Regions from separate parts of the Mus musculus genome. Here all the other regions are linked to region 3. Evidence: chromatin contacts called from public Hi-C and promoter capture Hi-C data. All regions are on one chromosome and are shown on one strand. Each heading gives the region's core, a stretch centred on a gene start, on an enhancer-like site or on the middle of the called end of the contact. The rest is flanking DNA. Distances are from core to core; before and after follow the strand shown. Region 1 has its middle 24 kb from the start of D130051D11Rik. Region 2 holds the start of D130051D11Rik (a long non-coding RNA gene). Region 3 holds the start of Tbc1d22a (TBC1 domain family, member 22a). Region 4 has its middle 20 kb from the start of D130051D11Rik.

Region 1 (5,275 bases), core at 1,729-4,228, 600 kb before region 3:
AGCAAACCGGAAAGCAGCACCACAAAGCCCTCCTTTAAGGGGTCCTGGTTATCATCTTAGAATTATGAAGTCTTTTAATGTTTATGTGCATCGGTGTTTTGCCTGCACGTGTGTCTGTGCGAGGGTCACACGACTTGGGACTGGAGTTACAGACAGGTGTGAGCTGCACTGGCTTTCCCAGGCATGCTGGGAATTGAACCCAGGTCCTCTGGAAGAACAGCCAGTGCTCTTAACCACTGAGCCATCTTCCAGCCCTAGAATTATGTTGTTGTTGCTGCTGTTGTTTTTGTTTTCTTTTTTGTTTCTGTTGGTTTGTTTTTCAAGACAGAGTTTCTCTGCACAACTCTGGCTGTCCTGGAACTCACTCTGTAGACCAGAATGAGATCCACCTGCCTCTGCCTCCCAAGTGCTGGGATTAAATGTGTGTGTACCACCACCCCCTTGATGAATTATAAGACTTATTTTAACCCTCAGACAATAACTTCTAGGCTTTTAGAATTGCATCTAGCATCTTAGGTCCTCTGACATCTATGTAGTTCCTGTTCTGTTGGGTGCCCTGGGCTGGATTAAAGGATAGAGACCAGGGCATGATAATAAATACTCCACAGGCTGCTCGGAGCCTGCTCCAGGTCCATAGACCAAAGCTCACAAAGTCTCTGTCAGCCACCAGCCCTAAGACTATTCACTGCATCTGCCTGATCCAGCCCACGTGAAGGCCCTGGTATGCTCCAATGGAGAGAGTTTCCCCTCCATCTTCTATCCTTATTGGTAATACAATGAAGGTCTAGGAACCTTGTTCCCCAAGCTCCTGATATGAGTCACTTCTTATACCAGGCTTCCTGGGAGGGCTGGCATGGCCATCCCTCATCCCAGTCAACTCCCAAGAGCTTGGGTCAGATCTTGTTCATCTAGAATCTCTCTCCTCAGCACCAATGTACCATCTCTTCTAGGATTGCTAGACTATCCCCTGCCCCTTCTCCATATGTGTTAATCCATTGTCCTCTGGGAAGTAAGGACTGTCCTGATGAAATACAGAGAGGTTAGGATGGCTGTTCATTGATGCCCAGCTGAGAGGGCAGAGGCCTGGAGAGGAGTTGAGCAATTGCCCCCATCACTGCGCACCTTGCCCTGATGTATACTGGATAACCTACCAGGCCACTGGACCACCAGTCACGGTAGGCCAATTCCTTCTCCTGGTCATGCCATGCTGTCTTTTTCCACCAGAGCATCTGCTGGGGGTCATGGCTCCTCTATAAACCCAAATCATGACATTCTCAATCTCCAAGTATCTCCTTTTTAGAAGATGGAGAAGAAGGGACATCAAATGGGGTGGGGGGAGGGGTAATGGAGATTTATTCCCAGTGCCCTCAGACACTAGTATCAGATTCCCAGTCTTCTGGACTTGAACATGGAAAGTTCTAGGTCTTCACCCTGGTCCTCTCTTTCTATCAGCCCTGTCTCATAAGTCAGGGCGTCATGATATGACCCTTCCTCCTCTACTCCAGGGTGGGAGATATGGAGGAGGTCCCAGTTGGGTTGATGGCTGAAACCTCCCTCTGGGGGGGTCCAGTGTCACAGTGTCAGTATCACTCTGGACTGGTGACTATCCCTGGACTCTAGATCCACCCCAGCCCCAGGTCTGTGTCTAGCTAGTCCTTGGCCTTGCCAGATCCTCTATTGTAGCCTCAGTTTGTCTGCCAGTGCAATGGATGCTTGGCCCCCGTGGGCGTTGACCATTGGTGTTCTAATGTGATGGCACTGGTGGGACCCTGTCATTCCCTGAGCCAGGTATCCTGGTGAGGGTCAGGGGTGGGGAAGAGGTTTAGCCACAGGACCCAGGCAGGATTTGGGGGGTGGGAGAAGAAAAGGGGTGCTGGGAGGGGGCATTCTGGAGAAGCCGCTGAGCAGACCTTGGAAATTCTTTTTTTTTTTAAAGATTTCATTTTTTTTCCTGTGTGTGGGTGTTTTGTTTGCATGTAGATCTTTGCACCATGCATGTTCAGTACCTGACAAGACCAGAAGAGGGTGTCAGAGCTCCTGGGACTGGGATTACAGGTAGTAAGTAGTGAGAGGCCATACGTGTGCTAAGAATCAAACCCAGGTCCTCTGGAAGAGCAGCTCTTAATGGCTGAGCCAACTCCCCAGCGTTCTGGCACATTCTAAAGACTGACCAGTCCACCCCTATCCCTGATGATGATATTGGAGGCACTAAGTTCCTAGGAGCCAGACTGGGCTGGCCGCCCTGGTTTATATAGCCCTACTGTAGTACGGCCTTCAGCACTTGGAGGGCCTCAGAGAAATTGTCCATCATTCTGAAAGCCTGCTGCTGCAGGATCAGGCCAAGGCTAGTGGGTGCCTGTCTGTCCTGTGCTGCTGCTGCTGGGTCAGGAGACAATGGGAAGAACAACACACTGAGCCCTTCCCTTCACTGTCACCATTGAGAGCTAAAAGGACATGTGCCTCGGCCTCTCGTCCATCCCCCAACACTGCAGCCAGAAGCACCAGAGGGCTGATCCCAGGTTGGGTGAGCACTTTTTTCCTCTCAACATTGTTCCCATCTTTGTGCATTTCCTGTAGGCCCTAACCACTCCCGACCTGAACTGCACACTCCAGAGACATAGGTGGCAGTGACCTCCTCCTGGGGGGGGGTGTGTGTCATAACCAGGCCTCCCAGTGACGGTACCCCATCCCTACGGGTGCCCATCATGTGGGTGCCTGAGGTCCTGTGGGCCATTGTGGCTCTGATTGTCAGTGACCCTGTAGGTTCCCAATTCTGTGAGTTCTTGGTACTGTGGGTGTCTGTGCCTTTGTGGGTGTCTATATCCCTGTGTATTCTTGAGACCCTGTGGGTGTCTGGCCCTGTGTGGGGGGATGATGGTGATCATGTGTCTGGTTCTGGGTGGATGATGGCCCTGTAGCCTTCAAAGTCCTGACCAAACTGCCATATGTCCTCATAGCCACCAGGGGGCAGAAGAGGGTGCAGGCCCACCTTCCAAGAGGACCTGTCTTCCCTTGTAGAGCCAGAGCTTTGTGTAGGCAAGAGAGGTGGGGGCTGCTGAGCAAGGGAGGCTGAACAAGGTCACTCCAGGCCAGCAGAGAAATCTTGGCTTGGATCCTGCCTCTGCTGCTACCTCCCACATGACTTCACCAGCCCGGCCCTCATCTGAACATGCAGCAAGCACTGGGCCCACTTCAGGCATCGCCTCCAACGCGGAAATTAACTTCCTGCCCAGAGAGGCTGCGCCCACACAGCTGCAGGTCTGGGCCGCCAGACCTGGGGCGCTCTGGAGTCCAGTTGAGGCCTCTCCTGCCCTCCTCCTGTCTGCAGATGGGGAAATTGAGACCCAGCCAGGGAAGGGGGTGGGGGATGGGGGGCTTGGATAACATTGCACAATAAATTCAAATCGGGGACAGGGCCAGCTGGGCCTGCAGACACTAGGCCTGAGTGCTTCACAGAGTCATCTTCTAGCCCGTGTCCCAATCCCACCAAGCACTGAAGTTGTGCTGCTATTGAGTCCTGAAGGTCTTCCTGTGCCAACCCCAGGTGCCAGGCACTGCGGCCACCAGCCTCAGAAGTGAGAAGTTTCATATTGTTTTCCAAGCCTGAGGTGTGGGTGCTTCTGGACTATGTGGGGACTGGGGACCTCATCACCAGTGCCGGGCCTGGCAGGCACAGGGCAGGAGTGAGGAATCAAGCCTCTTCAGTACTTTCCTGGCATACCGCAGCTTCTCTCTGTAGCTTTCTCTGCAGCTTCTCTCTCTCCCAGGATATAGAGCGGATAGTGGATAACCCAGCAGTCGTCCTCTGGGCGAGCATCCACCCAGCTCCTTAACAGAAGCTTAACAGTCAGAGAGACTCCTCAGACCCAAGAGGGTGAACCAGGAGGCTTTCCTTGTCCCTCAGAGTGTCAAACAGGAGTAGCTGTGGATTCTTTCTGGGGCTCTGAGTGTAGCCGGCCCCTCCCCCCTCAGGCCTTAGTTTCCCCTTGGTTGAGGCTACAGGCTCAGCCCAGGACTAGGATAGTCTCAGCTCAAGGCTGGGTGACGAATGAAGGTCTGGAGTCTAGGGCCTGGTCTTCCTTTCAGCCACCAAAAAGGGCTCATTTTGTGCCTTGGGCAGGTCGCCCAGGCAAGGAGGCCACTGGCGGCCATTCTCCAGGACCTCCTCCCGTCTGCAAGAAGCATTACCTCATCGGGAAGCCATTCCGGAAAAGAGCTGCAAGAGTTCCATGAGTGGGGATGAAGAGGGCTTTCCAAGAGCCTCCTGGCCACCCAGGAGCCCAGCCAGGGTGGACAGCACATCCCAGTTTCTGTCCAGTGACCGCTACAGGGAGGTGACAAGACTGAATTGGACTGAGCAGATAGGAGGAACGGTCCTGCCTGAAGCCAGCAGCTTCCGGGAGGGCAGAGCAGATATTTCAAGAGCTGGAACAAAATGGCCAGACGTGAGGGAGGCCGGAGAAATGAAGGGCAGAGTTGCCAAGCCCTGACCCTCTCCAGCCCATGTCCCCTCCTGCAAAATACAGAAGCATTAGGCACACTGAGATGTACCCTGCTGTCAAATGGCACCCGTCCAGAAGCATTGGGCTTCTCGATGACTTGATCAGCCACATGATCGGGAAACTGTAAGGACAGCTTGGGGTGGGGGGATGCACTAAAGGTGACCAGGAGAGCTCCCTAGCCGTTGACCCAGTGACAGTATTAGAGAGCACTCTTGGAGCCTTGATTTTCTCATCTGGAGAATGGAGCAATTAAGCTTCCCGTCCAAAAGACGTCTGAGAACACAGGCACTGACAAACTGGTGCTTTTGGGGCCACATCGGTGGGTCCTCCCCTGCCTGGGCCAGGGGACCCCTCCTAAGATGAGCACACACTTCTCACCTTGCCCCAGAGGGAGTGAAACGCTGTCCTCCAACTCCACCCACCCAACCACAGAGTTGCCCGGGCTCACTATCTTTTCCCAAATCCTACCTGGAGAATATCCATGCACCCTGAAAATAAATAGAGAAGAAACTGGCCCTGTCCGGATTACACTGAGACCCATTGAGGGAGCCTGTGGACACAGGTCCAAGGTCAGGCCCATCACATGCGGAGCTGTTCTGGCTACTTATTAGAGAAAAACCTAGGACACACCAGCAGGCAGGAAGTGTCGTTGGGGACAAGAATTAGATGTTTTGAGCCTGGGGCGTCAGACTGATCTTATTGAATGATTGGAGATTCCAAAAGGACAGGAGAAAACCAGAGGCTGGGCAGAAGGCTTTTTGTTTGTTTGTTTC
Region 2 (5,501 bases), core at 307-2,806, 580 kb before region 3:
TCCACATACTTGCCAACACTTTTTCCATTTTTCCATTTTTGTGCTTTTTTTTTTTTTCTGTACTTGCAACCTTAGTGTGAAGTGTTTTGTGAATTTGGTTTTTTTTTTTTCCCCTCTGTTGATTGGCCACAATGAGTATCTTGTTGGCTGTATGGGTCTTAGCTACTTAGTCTTTAAAAACATTTAAGTCCTTTGCCTATAATTAAATTAGGGATTTCATTGTTGAGTTTTAGTTCTTTATGTAATCTGGACACTAGGTATCTATTTTTTGGCTACAAGTGATTTATCACTTGTTGAAACATTGTTACCTTTTAAATGTAGAAAACTCAAAAGAGGGCCGAGCTTGGTGGCTCAAGCCTTTAATCCCAGCACTCCGGAGGCAGAGGCAGGCAGATTTCTGAGTTCGAGGCCAGCCTGGTCTACAAAGTGAGTTCCAGGACAGTCAGGGCTATATAGAGAAACCCTGTCTCGAAAAAACAAACAACAAAAACAAACAAAAAACAATAACAAAAACAAAAGAGAGAAAGAAAGAAAGAAAGGAAAACTCAAAAGAGATGGAAACAAGACGGCCTATGAGAGTTAAATAACAAAGGGGTTTCCCATCTAGGGCTGTGTGGGGCCACAAATAGGGCTATGGTCAGACCCTCACAGCAACACCAGCCACAAAAAGACAAAGGGCAAGGTAGTACTGTATAGTATTGTCCCTATTTCTGTTTCAAATATACATAGAATTATAAAAATAGAAACGTCAAAATGTTAACACTAGTGATCTTAAATAATCAGAGTGTTTATTTGTTTTTGTTGTTGTTTTTTGTGTTGTTGTTGTTGGTGTTTTTGAGATATAGCCCTGACTGTCCTGGAACTTGCTCTGTAGTCCAGGCTGGTCTCAAGAGCAGAGATTCACCTGCCTCTACCTCCCAAGTGCTGGGATTAAAGGAGTGTGCCACTACCTGGCATATTGATCAGGTTTTTAAAAATTCTTGTCAACTTTCTAAATTTTCTCCAGTAACGTATGATTTTTGAGTTGGAAAATTATAAAGTTTTTGTTTGTTTGTTTGTTTGATACTAGAATGGAAGCCAAGGTCTCCTGTCTGCTAGGAAAGGACTCTACCAACTGAGGTACACCCTTAGATCAAGAACTGGGTATTTTTAAGGTATTCTCAAGTGTTACTGCAATTTTGCAAGACTCTTTACATCACGTACACAGCCTCAAAAAAGGAAAAATCTCACGAGGAGCTTGAGGGTTACCCGTTTTCTTCCTCCTTGCCAAGATTTACAAACTCCAAGGGCAGGAAAGCTTTCAGAACAGAAAAGTCTGACTAAAACGAAAATCTGATTCAAGTGAAATGCAGCCCTAAGGTTCACAGTGACAGGCTGAGAGCCCGCCCTGAGTCTGCGCAAACTCATTTAGGCCGCGCGCAGAGGCTCCGCCTCCCGCCTGCCCGCACTAAGGTTGGGCGTGCCCGGCGCCAGGTCCCGCCCACATACCTAGGCCCCGCCCCACACGCAGGCCTCGCCCCGGAGCCGCAGCCTGCTAGGCCGTAAATTTGCATTCAGAGCTGGCCGACCCAGGGCCCGCCCACTCTGTGCTTCACTCCGCCCGCACCGCCCGCGACCCCGGAAGTCGGAGATGGTGGCCCAGTGGCTCCACCTCCAGCTGGGCAAGGCTCCGCCTCTAGACAGGGCCCCGCCTCTCAGCTGCGAACCGCGGCCTCCAAGTATGCCGCACCCTGGACTTCATTTCCGGCGCAGGCTACTTAGAAGTCACGCCCCCAGACTCGAGAGGCCCCGCCCTACGTCTACCGCGAGTCTGCTTCCGGGGTGGAGCGTGAGAGTTGTGTGTTATTTTAAGGGCTGTGGGCGCCGTGGGCGCACTTCTGCCTTTTCTGCTCCCTCTGTACCCCCTCAAGGTGTGAGCGTGGAGCTTTCTAGGTCCCTAGAGGGGGCAGGCCACGGCACCGTCTTGGCGGCGGAGTCCTGGCACCGGGAACCCGAGGCCCCTCCTACTTTAGACTGTAGCCTCCCTCTGTACCAGGAGCGACGTGGCCCTGCCGGGTGCTCAGCCCTATCCAAGAAATGCAGAGCCCAGGCTAGCCCCGCAGTGTGAACGCCCCTTTTGGAGGTCTGCAGGCCCAGAGACGAGAGCGCCTATTTGTTGACAGCCACTTTTCAGGAAGGCCCGCACATGCTTCTGATGTGCTGTCGCAGGGCTCCTAGCCACTGTGGCCAGCACTGTCCCTCCACAGAGAGACAAGTCCTTCCACACCCTGGTTCTGATTCTCTGGTTTAATCTGTTCTGCTCAGCTGGAGCACATAGTTCCTTTCCGTGGTCACCTCTCGTCGCCAGCACTGCCCCGTTCATCATTCTTTATTCCTAGCCAGAAGACTTTAAGCATCCTGGAGGTGCCTGATGTCCCCACCCCAACTTGTTCACCGAGACCATCAAATAAAGGTTCTTTAACCTTTAATAATGGCTCATACAGAGGACCCACTGTGGCTTAAAACATCATGGGGTTGCTTAATCTACTAAATGTCCTGGCTTATCAACTCAGCACACTGGAGCATGTGGTTTCCCCTGGTGATGGCCAGCGTTGAGAAAGGGTGCTTATATCGCATTATCACCAGCATGGAAGAGATCAAACTCAAAATCCCAAGTAGTGTTTCTGCTGATGCCTGTCGCTTCTGCACCATTACAAGATCAACCCCCAAATGAAACATTGTAGATTGTGCATCATTTGTGCGCTGTCTTTCTTTGTACCGGAGTCAGGAGTGGGTTGCAGAAGATGGTCTCTATGATGCCTTTGAAGAACATGGAAAAGTAGGTGATTTCCAAGCATCTGGTTTGTTGGACCAAGCCTGCCAAGCCACTCTCAGGGACAGAATGTGTATGAAAGAGACCACCCAGTGTTCTCATATATAATTTTGAAGAAACCAGCCTTGTGCACTGAGAGTGCCTCTCTCTTCTGCACCTACTGCTCTCCTTGGGATAGCCTAAGGTATCTTATTGGTTCCATAGTGTCTTTCCAGGTCTTATGTGGTGGCTGTTGGCAGCAGTGGGTACCTAGCCCTGGGCTTGAGGTTCTACCTCATTTGTTTGCAATAGTCCAGATTTTCTAGACTGAAATGTGCCTCAGAGAGGCAGCCTTACAGTGCTTTGGTTTTTTGGTTTTTTTTTTTTTTCTTTCTCCATATTAGAAGACAAAGCTTGGGAACTGGATGGGCACCTCTATAAAAAGAAAACACATGGTTTCCAAGAGAATGGCCTCTCTGGTTTTTGTTTTGTTTTGTTTTGTTTTTTTCCCACCAATTGTGGACAGAGGCACACTTCAGCCCAATAATTTCAAGTGAGTCGAGGAATCTCAACTCAGAGACCAGTGCCCCCCTTTTTATGGGAAAAAAAAAGAATAAATGTGTCTTGGGTGTGGTCCAAGGAATAAGGACTCTTGGAGCTGAACAGGACTTAGTAGGAGGGTCTAGACTACTTTTGTGCTCAGAAAATCATTCTGGGTTCCACCTAAGCCAGTATAGGGTGAGTATTTACTCCTCAGGGCATGCTAGCCACAATGCAGAGAGGCCTCGCTGATTCAAAAGAGGCTTTCAGCTCCAAACCTCTAAAGAACTAAGGTTTCCCGGGAGTTCAGACTACTCTGAGGCCTCAGGCAAGCCCTTCATCTCCTTCTTTCCCTCACTCTCTTCCTCCGTCCCTTCCTTCCTTTCTTCCATCCTTTCTTTATTTCTTCCTTTCTTGTTAAAGATTTATATTATTTTAAATTTTGTGTGTGTCTGTGTGTGTGTGTGCATGTGATTATACTCATAAGAGTGCAGGTGTCCAAGGAGGCCAGAGGTGTTGGATTCCCCAAAACCAAGAGTTAGAGACAGTTGTGAGCCATCTGATTTGGGTGCTGAGAAGCAAACTTCGATCCTCTGGAAAAGAACTATGTGCTTTTGACCACTAAACCTTTTTTCACCCCTTAGTTCTTTCTTTTTGTATGTGTGTATATGTTTCTGTGGGCCATGAGTGTGGGTATTCATGCATGTGTGTATGTGGAAGCCAGAGTCTATGTACAGTGTCCTTCTCAATCATTCCTTTTATTTTTGAGTTTTAAATTTTTGTTTACGTGTACAAGTATTTTGCCTGTATTTATGTATGCCTGCCTGCATGCATATTGGTGCACACAGAGGTCAGAAATGGCCATCAGATTCTCTAGAACTGAAGTCACAGACGTTTGTGAGCCATCATATGGGTGCTAAAAACCAAACCTGGGTCCTCTGCAAGAGCAACAAGTGCTGTAAACTACTGAACCATCTCTCCATCCCCCTTCCACTTCGTTCTTTTGAGGCAGAGTCTCTCACTAAGCTAGAACTTAGAGATTTGGCTAGGCTGGCCAGCATGCCCCAGGGAACCTCCTGTCCCTGCCTGCCCAGGGCTGGGATTGCCCATGATGCTCAGCTCCTATATATAGGTTCTAGGGATCACACTTAGGTTCTCATGGTTGCACAGCAAGGACTTTACTGACTGAGGCAGCTCCTCTTTCTTAACTTCTCTGAGCCTCAGGTTTCTCATCTGTTAAATGTGGAAAACCATATTTGTTATTTGGGATTAAATAAGACAAAGAGATAGGATCAAAATACATTGTATACTTGTATGAGTTTTTCAAAGAATAAATATAAAATGTCAATTAAAAAAGATTAAGGGGGAACTGCAACCCTATAGGTGGAACAACAATATGAACTAAGCAGTACCCCGGAGCTCTTGTCTCTAGCTGCATATGTATCAAAAGATGGCCTAGTCGGCCATCACTGCAAAGAGAGGCCCATTGGACTTGCAAACTTTATATGCCCCAGTACAGGGGAACGCCAGGGCCAAAAAGGGGGAGTGGGTGGATAGGGGAGTGGGGGTGGGTGGGTATGGGGGACCTTTGGTATAGCATTGGAAATGTAAATGAGCTAAATACCTAATAAAAAATGGAAAAAAAGGATTAAGGGTCTGGAGAGATGGCTTAGCAGTTAAGGGCACTTGCTGTTCTTCCAGAGGACTTGAGTTCAGTTCCCAGCACCCACTTCCAGCTATTCACCACTGTCTGTAACTCCAGCTCCAGGGGGTCTAACACCTTCTTCTGACTTCTACAGGCATCTGAATGCATGTGCACATACACAGTCATGTGCATATATATATACATAATAAATAATAAAGTAAGTCTTTAAAGATACAGAGAAGCTCTATCAGATAGACATGTGGAAATATGATTAATTCAGGAGCAAAACCAAACTTGGTCCCAATTTTAATGCTAAGTTCTTTTTATGCCCTCCAGGACTTTGTGGAGGAACCAAGGAAGCTCTAGAGCAGAGGTTCTCAACCTGTGAGTCTCAACCCTTTTGGGGGTCATATATCAGAGATTTACATTACAATTCATAGCAGTAGTAAAATTATACTTATGAAGTAGCAATGGAATAATTTTATGGTCAGGGATCACCACAGCATGAGGAACTGTATTAAAGGG
Region 3 (5,657 bases), core at 1,132-3,631:
AGGGAGACTTCCAGACTGTCACCAAAACCAGAAACACTACCCTGGGGGAGGGCTACAGGACTTGCACGCAGCACAGAGGCTGCACAGGCTCTCATCAGCGCCCTGCCTCTCCCCTGTGCAGTCCTCAGCAGCATCCTCCAGCAGGTCACAGGACTCCTCATCAGCTCTGTAACATGGGAGCTGCTCTCAAAAGTGCCTGATATGCAACCCAGCAAGAAAGCCGAGAGGAAAGAAGGCTGGCTTTGGTAATGTGGGGTCACACCGAAGAGACTGGGACTGTGTCAGTTTCCTGTGACATCCGTAGTAGCCTAAGGAGGTGGAAATGTTTCCCCTTTTTGGGTCCTGAAACCAAGATGTCAGCAGATTGTGCTGTCTGTGAGGGCCATTTCCCACCATGTCTACATAGACATCTAGGGTTGACTACTGGCTGCTGCCTAACACACACACACACACACACACACACACACACACACACACACACACACGAACATATTACCGGTTTGTGTGTCATCCTTTTGTAAGGACCATGCTAATCTCTGTATTATTCCAATTTTAGTAGGTATACCACTGAAGTGAGCACCCAATTTTTTTTTTTTTTTTTTTTTAGATTTATTTATTTATTATATGTAAGTACACTGTAGCTGTCTTCAGACACACCAGAAGAGGGCATCAGATCTCATTACGGGTGGTTGTGAGCCACCATGTGGTTGCTGGGATTTGAACTTCGGACCTTCAGAAGAGCAGTCGGGTGCTCTTACCCACTGAGCCATCTCACCAGCCCCATAGCACCCAATTTTTAATTTCCATTCTCCTGCCTCCCTCTTGAGAAGCTGGGCCATAGCTATGTACCACTAAAGTTTTATTTCAAAGAGCTCTCGAGGCAGTGCTAGGACATGATTATTAATCTTAGTTTTGCTAGGTCTCTCAAATTCTAAGGATTATTAGAAGTAGGATTCCAAGGAGAAGCCAAGGCTATGTTCCATAAGTTGTGCCTGAAGGGGTCACCTAGGACCTGTTGACATTGTCCCTGGTATTTCCTGAAGTTTCTATGCTTGTGTCAAAAGGGATTCCTAGAGAGCCCGGTATTGTCATCCAGACAGCAAACATTTGGGATGTACTATTTCAGTTCCTAAGGCTCCGGCTGTGCAGGAAATGAAGAGGAACAGGTGCCACCCCTTTCTGCAGAGTCAAAGTGGAGTCAGGTAGCTGCTGCAGTCTAAAAGGAGCTGCAGAAGGCTTTACTCTTAAAGAATGGGAACAAAGTTGAGATACAGGGCTCTAGGCCATTGACCCTGCTCTGAGTACTGAGGATAAGTCTGGCATACAACTGGGCTAAGCTATATAAGGTTCTTTAGTGTGATTTCTTGCATCCACCATGTGCTAACCCAACACCACTTTCAATATGTCTAGAAGTCTGGGTCTTGAGAATATAGTCAGGGCCTGGGTTAAACAGGAAGACCATATCAAAAGCAGAAAAAGTGCACGAGACAGCTGTCGTGAATATGTTTCTCAGTAGTAAAGGCCACAAGTTGGCATTACCAGTGTTTCACTAAAGCTCCGGCCTGAGATGCCAGCCTCTCACCCTTGAGTCTAAGATCATAGAAATTTTACACCAATCACGTAAGTAATTTCAAGTAGCTACACTACACAGCAAAAAGTGAAAGTAAACATAACAATATATTCTACAGAACCCAATATATATAAAGTATCATTTAATGTAAACTTATAATTAACATTTCCGTATTAAGATTTTTGGATCTTGAATGTATCTTACAATTAAGCACACTTTACTGCGGTCTTGGAAGCACGCAAGCGCCGGCAAGATGAAGTCTTCGTGTCTCCGTGCCTATTCGTTTTTCAGCTGAAGCCCAGGCAGATCCCCGCCATCGCTTCAGATGTGCTCCGGTGGAAGTCGCTTCCTTCACCTCACTGTGCAGTGTTTACTGATCCGGGGTCAATGCCCTGGCGATGAGGCTTGGACCACACTACAGCGGGAGAAGCTCTCCATCCTCCCGCTCGCCTGTCCGCCCGCAGCAGGGTCCCGATCTGCCTGTGCTCCTTCTGGTTCTCGGTACTTGCTGGTTGGCTGCGAGCAAATAAGACCGACTCGGACCCCAGACGCACGCGGCTCCGGAGTTCATGGCCGGGGATCAGAGGCCGGGATCCAGAGACCTCAGTCCGTGCCGCTCGACCCGAGCGCTCTCAGCGCCGCCAGAACATACGCAGCTCGCAGACTCCGCTTTCCTCCCTGCGCTACAGCCACGCACATATCCCAGCGTCGCCTTCTCATGGCGTCAAGCACTGCCCGAAACGAAGGCGGGACTTCCGGAATCGCCGAGTCACAACTTCCGGACGGAGGCGGAAGCGCCTCTCGGCTCTACGCTTCGGAGTCCTGGTGTCTCTGAGGGGGCCGCCGGGGCACAGGAGAGGGCCGCTGGAGGTGTGGCCGACCGCTCTCGGGTGTCAGGGTTGCGGATCTGAGGGATGAGGAGCGGCCATGGCCAGCGACGGGGCCAGGAAGCAGTTCTGGAAGCGCAGCAACAGCAAGGTCCCGGGCAGGTGGGTGTGACGGGGAGGACCCGGTCGGGGTCAGGGGTCAGAGGTCAGGTGGCCGTGCTGTCCCGTTGCAGTGCGGGTGGCGTAGGAGTCTGGGGAGGAGAACCTGGCTCCTAGGAGACTGTTGGGCTATGTGAGGGGCTAGGGGAGTCGGGGTCGGCAGTGGGCGTGTGGGAAATGAAAGGTGACAGTGGCCGTACCAATGAGCAAGGAGGACGAGGAGCTGCCCCAAGTGCTTCCAGAGCCTGGCAGGCAGGTTCTCTCCTGCGAAACTCCATGACTCCCTGGGGAAGCTGGAAGAAACTGACCCAGGTCATGCCCTGGAGAGTTTGGTTGAGTCAGGAAACTGGCCAGGGAGAGGCAGTGCCTGCAGGGGAGGTCGGTCTCTTCGGGGTGCATAGTGGTTTGAGCACTTGGGTTTTCGTCTGTCACATGTGGGCTGATGCTTTTCCTTTGAGCGTGGAAGCGCCTTGTGAATTTCTGTGGTCCCACCTTCTGGCCTCTGGACACCGGTCTTTTGACAGCAACAGGAAACACAGAATAATAATAAAAACACCTGGGTGCAGTCTGGAAGCTATCGAGCTCCAAAGTCCTTCTGTGATTGGTTATGTGGCCTGATGCCTCTCTAGGTCTTAGGGAGTGAAGAGACAGTACCCGGAAATGTATTTCAGAAAACTCCATCACAAGATTTCAAACATAGTTTATTCTGTTTTCTAGCCAAAGTCTCAGATATGAAATTTAAGATTCTAACATTAGCCACCTCTCCAGTCCTGAAGGTTTTGACATTGAGGTAACTTAAGTAGAACCATTCGTGAGCTCGGAAAATGGTCTGTCTTCCTGTGCTTCCTAAGAGACACCATTGTGTGAATGTTAAATTTGTAAACTCGGATATCCACTGTATTCAACCACAAAATGTGCTTTTCAAAGTGGCTGGGGCTTGGCACGGGTTACTGACTGCTGGGCCACAGTGACTTGGGAGATGGAGGAAGTCCTCAGAGGTACCCAGACACTGTATTTTTTACAGGACCTGGACTGGGCTTGCTTGAATAGTTAAGAACTTTTATAAAAGCTATTATTATAGTTTATGATGAGTAGAAGGTCCTACTGTGACAGGGATAAACACGTTGAGCCTAGTGCCAGATAAACAGAAGCATGTGGCAGTGTGACTTCTGTTGTTGCCTTCACATCTCGAGACTCAGTTCTTCTTCTTCCTCCTCCTCCTCCTCCTCCTCCTCCTCCTCCTCCTCCTCCTCCTTCTTCTTCTTCTTCTTCTTCTCCTCCTTCTCCTTCTCCTTCTCCTTCTCCTTCTCCTTCTCCTTCTCCTTCTCCTTCTCCTCCTCCTCTTCCTCCTCCTCCTCCTCCTCTTCCTCCTCCTCCTCCTCCTCCTCCTCCTCCTCCTCCTCCTCCTCCTCCTTTTCCAAGACAGAGAAACCCTGTCCTGGAACTCACTCTGTAGACCAGGCTAGCCTGGAACTTAGAAATCAGCCTGCCCCCACTTCCCAAGTGCTGGGATTAAAGGCGGGTACCACCACTGCCCGGCCTCAGTTCTTCTTAAGTATGAGCTGTAATTTATTGTTAAGAGTCAACTGAGATTTAAAAATAATGGAGTTGCTGTATGGAGTTGTAGAATTCATTGACCCTTTCCATTAAATACTGTCTCTTGATAGTGCATTTTTTATTTTTTATTTTTTGAGCTAGGGTCTCATTTATAGTGCAGGCTGGCCCTGAGCTTCTGACCCTCCTGCCTCATTCTCCCGAGTATACAAGTCACTATACCTGGTGTGGTAGTTTGTCTTCATACTGGGCTAGACAGTAACATTCCTAATATTTTACTGTGACTGTGACCGTGACCTTGCTTGGAAGCAGGATCTCTGTAGACATTACTGAGCAATGGGGAGGCCCTCATTCAGTCTCTGGTTCCCGTAAGAACATGGAACTTCATATACAGAGGAGAGACAGAAGTAGGGGGCATGACCATGCAAAGATGGAAGCAGAGATTGCAATGATGTGTTTACAAGTCAAAACTGGGATTGCCGGGAACCACCAGAAGCTGGACGTGGCGGGAAATGGCCCTCACAGACAGCACAATCTGCTGATATTGTGGTTTCACGACCGAAGGAGGGGAAACATTTCCACCTCCTTAGGCTACTACGGATGTCACAGGAAACTGACACAGTCCCAGTCTCTTTGGTGTGACCCCACATTACCAAAGCCAGCCTTCTTTCCTCTCGGCTTTCTTGCTGGGTTGCATATCAGGCACTTTTGAGAGCAGCTCCCATGCACTGATGAGGAGTCCTGTGACCTGCTGGAGGATGCTGCTGAGGACTGCACAGGGGAGAGGCAGGGAGAGACCTGTGCAGCCTCTGTGCTGCGCGAATGCCCTGTAGCCCTCCCATGGGGTAGTGTTTCTGGTTTTGGTGATAGTCTGGAAGTCTCCCTGAAGGAGAGTGTGCAGAGGTGTGCCCCATTCCTTCCTGAGTTGTTCAGTGCCCACATTCTGGGTTTTCACCTGTATAGGAACGTGCTAGCAGAGATCTAGGCCAGGCTCTCAGCATCTTGCCCACTCTTCAAGTGTGCTTCATGATTGTTGTCTTCAACCAGGGAAGCCGTGTGTGTGTGTGTGTGTGTGTGTGTGTGTGTGCCCACAGAGTCTTACCTCCGACTTCCAGACAGTGAAGGGAGTTTTGCACATCTTCTCAGTCCCTTGATAGTGAAGATGATGGACGGAGTTCCATCAAGGACCTGGTGTTTGCCATATACTGTTCTCAGTGCTCCACTGATACGTTGTCTACTAGGAGTTGGCCATTTGCAAGATATGGCTTTGTCCTCTAGGCAACACTGAGCAAGCCCTTGGTTGTCCCTCAGCGATGCTTGTTACACACAGATGTTCCTTTGTGCTGTCTCACACCTTTGTAACCTGGCCACTGCTCAGCTTTTTAGCCCCTACTCCTATGCATTCTTTTGAACTGTGCATTGCTGGTGGCCTTCTAGGGTCTTCCACATCCCATGCTGTATTTTCCATATACATGGGAAGCTGCATTTTCACGCTCTGTGCAGCTGACTGAATGTTCCTTCCCTCCTCGCTTACGTTTTTCTACTCT
Region 4 (5,063 bases), core at 682-3,181, 560 kb before region 3:
GTGACCCTATTTTGGGGCAACTGATCATTGTATATCTAGATTTGCCTATCTGCAACTGGACGGACGTAGTAGATAGACCACCCCAGAGCTTCCCACCCCTCCAGGAGGCCCTTGCCCAAGGACAATCTGTACATACTCAAGGGCAATGGGTGTCCATGGCCATAGCAGTCAGGTCAACTTCATAGCAAACTGATTGCTGTTTGGGTCCTCCAAACTTGTTTTTTTTTTGGGGGGGGGCAAGCTTCCTGCTGGAGGTTTCCCTGACCCCACTGTCACTCATCTCAAAAATTAATGCCCATAGACCTCAAGAAGGCCTCTTGGTCAGCCAGAAACTATACTATATTGTCTCAACCCTAAGGGGGCACACATTTTACAGATGTGCAAACTGAGGTTAAGGAAGGCCAGATAACTTACCTCAAGTCAAACAGCTGGCAAGGTCAGGACTGACTTGCAGTGATGGCTGGGCCCAACCCCAGGGCTGTGACCTTTGGGTATATAGTCTTCCCTCTCTCACTTAGCCCACAGCCCTAGACTCCATCCAGAAGGGCCACAGGCCTCCTGTCTCATTGGCAACCAGGCTGCCTGCTCTCACGGCCAGACTCTGGAGCAGCTTCTGGGTTTGGAAGGGACCTGTGTGTGTTTTGGGGGTCGGTGAACGGAGCCCCATTGCAGCGATGTGCACGGAGAAGGCTGTCTCAGCCTGAAGTGTCCCACTGGGTATCTTGGACATAGCAGATTTTGTGTGTGTGTGTGTGTGTGTGTGTGTGAGCTATATTGGAATATCAGAGAAACTTCCTGGGCAGCATCTGGAGTCAGGTGGCCCTGGACACAGGAAGGTGGCCAGTGTGGGCACCAGCAGGGTCCCTTTAAACCATCTGCAGCAGTGCCCCCTCTGGGCCTGGCATGGGAGGAGTTAAGCCGCCGTGGGCACCTTGGCACCGTAGCTCTGACCAGAATGTCCGGCTCCCCACCCCCACAGCTTTTCTTCCTTTTTGCCTTTTTCCTTCTTAATTAATCATACGCTGCTGCCCAATTTAAATATGGAAATACCCAGGCTGAGGCTCTGCAATTATTCATGAAGCCAGGCCTGCTGTCCAGGCTCTTGGGCTGCGGGGAGCATCATGGCTTCGCCTTCTTTCTGTGAAATTATGTGCACAAAGGCAGCTCCTTATCTGGGTGTGTGAACTAAATAAATAAATAAGGGCTTTTGTTTGTTTGCGGGCTCCTGCACATGACTGTTTTGACTAAATCACTCGTGTTGTCTGCGCCTTTATGGGACTCAGGAGACAGGGAGTGGGATGTTGGGGGTGGGGGTGGGGGGTGGCGAGGGCTGGAGGGGGGTTGGCCGCCGGGCACCTGGGGCTCGCTCCCTCCCTTGGCACCAGCTTCACTCCAGCATCCCCCTACACACACTCCGCTGGAAAGTTCGCCCTGCCCGGGCTGGGCTCCCAGGCAGCCTGGCACAGTGCCAGGCTCGCCTCAGAGCGCGGGCAGCAGGGTGGGGCAAGCGGCAGAGGCACGGAGGACGTGGCTGGGCGCCCCGGGCACGAGCAGGACCCGAGGCCAGGGGCCAGGGGCCCAGAAGGTGAGGGCACTCCGGATGGGAGTAGGGTGAGCCATGGGGGTGGGCAGGCAGTGCAACCTGGTTGGGAACAGGCCTCATGGGAGACGCTGGCTGGCGGAAGAACCATGGCAGTACCAGGCCGTCAGCATGCAGCGTGTCTTGCCCTCCCCAAGCCGGAGGTTGCAGCCTGTGTGTGTGGGGGGAGCGTGAATGCGTGTGCATGGGGCCTCTTGAGGAGCAGCAGCCACGGAGTGGAGCCTCCGCTGCAGGGCCAGCCGCCTTAGCCCAGCCCAAGAAGGCCAAGCTAGGCAGGCGGGGCCCAGGGCTGTCAAGGAGAAAAACATCCCAAGGCCTGCAAATTGCTGCTCTCAGCTCCCCCCCCCCTTCTCCTGCTGGGGGTGAAAAAAAAAAAAGCAGTGCTTCCTCTAGAGGCGGATGCAAACGGATGCAGAATTTTAACCATCTCCTGCATCAACCAGGCCTTCCCCAAGCAAAGTTTGCTGGGAACTAGGCAGAGGCACTATGGGAACGGGGTTGTGGGGAACCCACATGCCTTTTCTGTGAGATACTGGGAAGCCAAAGGCTTCTTCAGCATCCCTTCCAGAGCCAGGGTCTGGAGCACCCGCTGAGGGTGTGGATTTGGGGGGCATACTGTCTGGTTCCTGCACAGGCCTGGTGCATCATGGGTGGTGGCAGGGTGCCAGTCATTGGCCCTGTTATTACCAGGCCTGGGCTTTGCTCTTGGGGTTGAAGGTGTTGACCAGCTCCTCTTGGAAATCGGATGGAAAGTCGGAGGTCTCAGTTCCCACTGACTTGGGCCCTCGCTGGGATACTGGGTGTTTCTCCTGGCTGATTTGTGTGTATTAAAAATCCTCTGGAATGCTTGCTGGTGGCTGGTGGGGGCCTCCCCCATTGTCTATCTAGGGAGAAAGGGAATAAGTTCTAGGGAACGGTGGTCAGAGGAAAGTGATACCTGACTGGCAAGCTATAGGGATTACAGCTGCAAGTGTCAGGAGCTCCCAGGGTGGCTTGGGTCCCTCGTTTTTTTTTTTTTTTTTTCATTTCAACTCCTTCTAAAATTAAAAGAAAAAAAATGGATATGAAATAATGAACGTGTAATATTGAGGCCAGCCTGTGTTATGTCCATCTCCGGTGCGTCCATAAAACAGAAAAAAAATTTTTTAATAGTTATGCAGGAAGGGCCCCAGGAGGGCAACAGAGATTGGATAAGAGAGCAAGTCTTGTCTTTCCTGGGTCTGATGGTCTGATGTCTAGTTCTAGGGGGTACTTTGGGGGACCATCTGGAGCCTCTATGAATCTGGCTTCTCCGGTGGTTGGCAGGACAGGTCATGGAGAGGAGCCTGGTGGCCGTGTGTGTGTGTGTTTGTGTGTGTGTGTGTGCATATGTACATGCTCCTGTGCACCCATGTTCCCCAATATTTGAAGGTATAAGTTGCAATCCTCAATACAGGAAAATGCCACATTGAGGCAAGAGGCAGTGTGGCCATGAGTGCCTGGTTCCCCTGAATCCTAAGAGAGGAGTCATTCTGGGCAGGGGGGTGGGGGGGAGTCCTAGTCTGTCTCCCTAAGAGAAAACAGTTGTCAAGTCTTCTTCCTGGATCCCGGGGCCCTCTCCTGGCCCAGCCCTATCCAGTAGAAACAGTGTGAGCCCCAGTCACAGGCCTAACAGTAACTGTACGGTTCCTCACAGCCATGGTTTTAAAAAGGAACGGCAGAAGCAAGAGAAGCCACTTAGCTAATAGAATCCATTTGCTCTAACATAGATCCCAAATAGTAATCTCAACATGCCACACGGAATTACTAATGAGAGACATCTTTTCCCCCTACCAAGTCCTCAATACTCTAAACATATTTTATGCAAGCGTCCAGACTTTGATCTTTCTCAAGGGGTCGGGGGGGGGGGGGGCCCAGAAGGTGGGCAGCTTGCTATAGTGGGGCAAAGCAAGTTGAGCTGGTTTCTCAAAGCTGGAAGCTTTCTTTTGCCCCTCCTTCCCCCCCCCCCCCCCGCTGGGTGTCCCTTCCTGGCTAGGGCAGGGGACTCCTCTATTGGATTGTCAGGCCCCCAGCAACCCTGAAAACGGATAAAAGGGGACTCGGGCTGCAGGTTTCCAGGGCAAAGACGAACTGCTGGAAAGGGCTCTTCCACTGTGCTCCCAGACGCCAGGGGACCACACAAAGGGCTGGCTTCAGGCTCACAATGGTGGGGCGGTTAGTCACTGTGCCAGGGCAGCAGACAGGCAGACAGAGCCCCCTGTGTCTGTGCCTGTCAGGCTGGGCCCTTATAGCTCCTGATCCCCTGCCTGTGTGCCTTTGTCTGCACCCCACCCAGCTCCCCAAGTTAACCCTCTACTACCCAATGCCTACCTGGCAGCCTTTGGTAGTGCACTCTTGCCAAGCTTGGGTTGCCATCAAGTTACCTTGGCCAAGTCACACTCCTTCTAGAAGCTGGGTTCAGACCTGTAAGGTTTCGTTGGCCTCTCTGGGGGAAAACTATTGGCCGGGTCTCTGTCACTGTGACCTCACTGCCCGGATTTTCATGTTAGAGAACCTAGCGTGCCAGGCTCCCAACTTGTAAGATCCCACCCGAATTGGAAAGAAGGTGTCCTCCAAGGATGGGGGAGGAAGGCAGTCAGAGCTGTGAAGGCTGTAGAAGTCACCCTGGAGTGGGTGTATGTTTCAAAGGGAGCGGACTGAGGTGAATATTTTAATCCTGTGTGTAGATAGATGGATAAGATAAAATAAATTAATTATGACCCCGCCCTGTCTGGAGACTCCCTAAAGCGCTCTCGCAGTTAACCCCAGCTTCAGCTAGTTGGCAGTTACAAGTAAAATCTCTCCCAGGCCTTGGTCTCAAAGCCTCAGATGGAATTGGCATTTTGCTGTGATTTGATTATTTGATTGTTAAATTATTGATGGTTGCATAAGGTAATCCTCCCCGAAAGGTAAAAAAGCAACCCCTTCCTGCCTTTTTAATTTAAAAATTGTCTCAGTAGAGATTTTTTTCTTTCATCCTGGCTTTTGTTTGCTAAATTAAAATGGCATGTGTTTTTGTTTTAGAAAGCAGGGATTTTTTTTTTCTATGCCCAGTGTTAAGGAGAGGAAGTAAAATAAATCTTTTGAAAGTGTGCCCATCCATTCATGGCTTAAAAATTCCAAGTCCCAGACTTTGTTCTCCTTTCTCTCATTGAGTTGGAGGAAATAAAAATGTGTACTCATGCAACTCACCTGTTGATTGTTTTTTTTTTTAAGTTATTTGTTTTATAGTCTAATCCCCATTGAGCACCGAGATGTCTAGCAAGGCTGGGTCTGTATGGTCTGTGAGAGGTTGGTGCCTCACAGGTCCTGGGCCTGGCAGGAGTCCGGGCCATCAGCTCATGGGTCAACACATGTCTGTGTGCGGCAGCTCAAACTGCCTTCAGAAAGCCAGGAGTGGTGGGAGACATATGCTCTACACACAGCATTTTGTTCTGATTTATTT

What was found. Promoter capture Hi-C pulls out the DNA fragments that hold promoters and counts their contacts. A called contact is a pair of places that touch in the nucleus more often than the background predicts. Capture Hi-C pulls out chosen DNA fragments and counts their contacts.
Region 1: a Hi-C map of CD8 T cells shows a contact between it and region 3, with 4 times the contacts expected there. The contact joins the enhancer-like site here to the promoter of Tbc1d22a in region 3. A contact is called at or near these places in 1 of 39 promoter capture datasets (pre-B cells), 2 of 484 Hi-C or Micro-C datasets (CD4 T cells and CD8 T cells) and 2 of 115 datasets of contacts at active chromatin or transcription factors (microglia and pancreatic cancer cells).
Region 2: a promoter capture Hi-C map of liver shows a contact between it and region 3, with 4 times the contacts expected there. The contact joins the promoter of D130051D11Rik here to the promoter of Tbc1d22a in region 3. A contact is called at or near these places in 4 of 39 promoter capture datasets (hippocampal neurons, liver, pre-B cells and 1 more), 1 of 484 Hi-C or Micro-C datasets (erythroblasts), 2 of 115 datasets of contacts at active chromatin or transcription factors (memory CD8 T cells and pancreatic cancer cells) and 1 of 9 other capture datasets (liver).
Region 4: a promoter capture Hi-C map of pre-B cells shows a contact between it and region 3, with 4 times the contacts expected there. The contact joins the enhancer-like site here to the promoter of Tbc1d22a in region 3. A contact is called at or near these places in 2 of 39 promoter capture datasets (hematopoietic stem and progenitor cells and pre-B cells) and 3 of 115 datasets of contacts at active chromatin or transcription factors (bone marrow-derived macrophages, memory CD8 T cells and pancreatic cancer cells).

The regions. Positions count from the first base shown.
Region 1 is chr15:85,607,768-85,613,042 of GRCm38.p6, forward strand. No RefSeq gene overlaps it. Among named protein-coding and RNA genes, the nearest start is that of D130051D11Rik, 24 kb to the right of the region's middle. Within about 2 kb of position 2,979, at least 178 of the 459 cell types and tissues checked have an H3K27ac peak or open chromatin away from gene starts, as enhancers often do. A contact at or near this core is called in CD8 T cells, where this site is marked.
Region 2 is chr15:85,633,040-85,638,540 of GRCm38.p6, forward strand. D130051D11Rik (a long non-coding RNA gene) reads left to right here and starts at 1,557. Exons shown (of 2, transcript XR_003951642.1): 1 at 1,557-2,996; 2 at 5,313-5,501.
Region 3 is chr15:86,212,078-86,217,734 of GRCm38.p6, forward strand. It overlaps Tbc1d22a (TBC1 domain family, member 22a), which reads left to right and starts at 2,382. Exons shown (of 13, transcript NM_145476.2): 1 at 2,382-2,559. The coding sequence starts at 2,498. Gm22818 (a small nuclear RNA gene) reads right to left here and starts at 580; the gene lies at 477-580.
Region 4 is chr15:85,652,075-85,657,137 of GRCm38.p6, forward strand. No RefSeq gene overlaps it. Among named protein-coding and RNA genes, the nearest start is that of D130051D11Rik, 20 kb to the left of the region's middle. Within about 2 kb of position 1,932, at least 330 of the 459 cell types and tissues checked have an H3K27ac peak or open chromatin away from gene starts, as enhancers often do. A contact at or near this core is called in bone marrow-derived macrophages, hematopoietic stem and progenitor cells, memory CD8 T cells and 2 more, where this site is marked.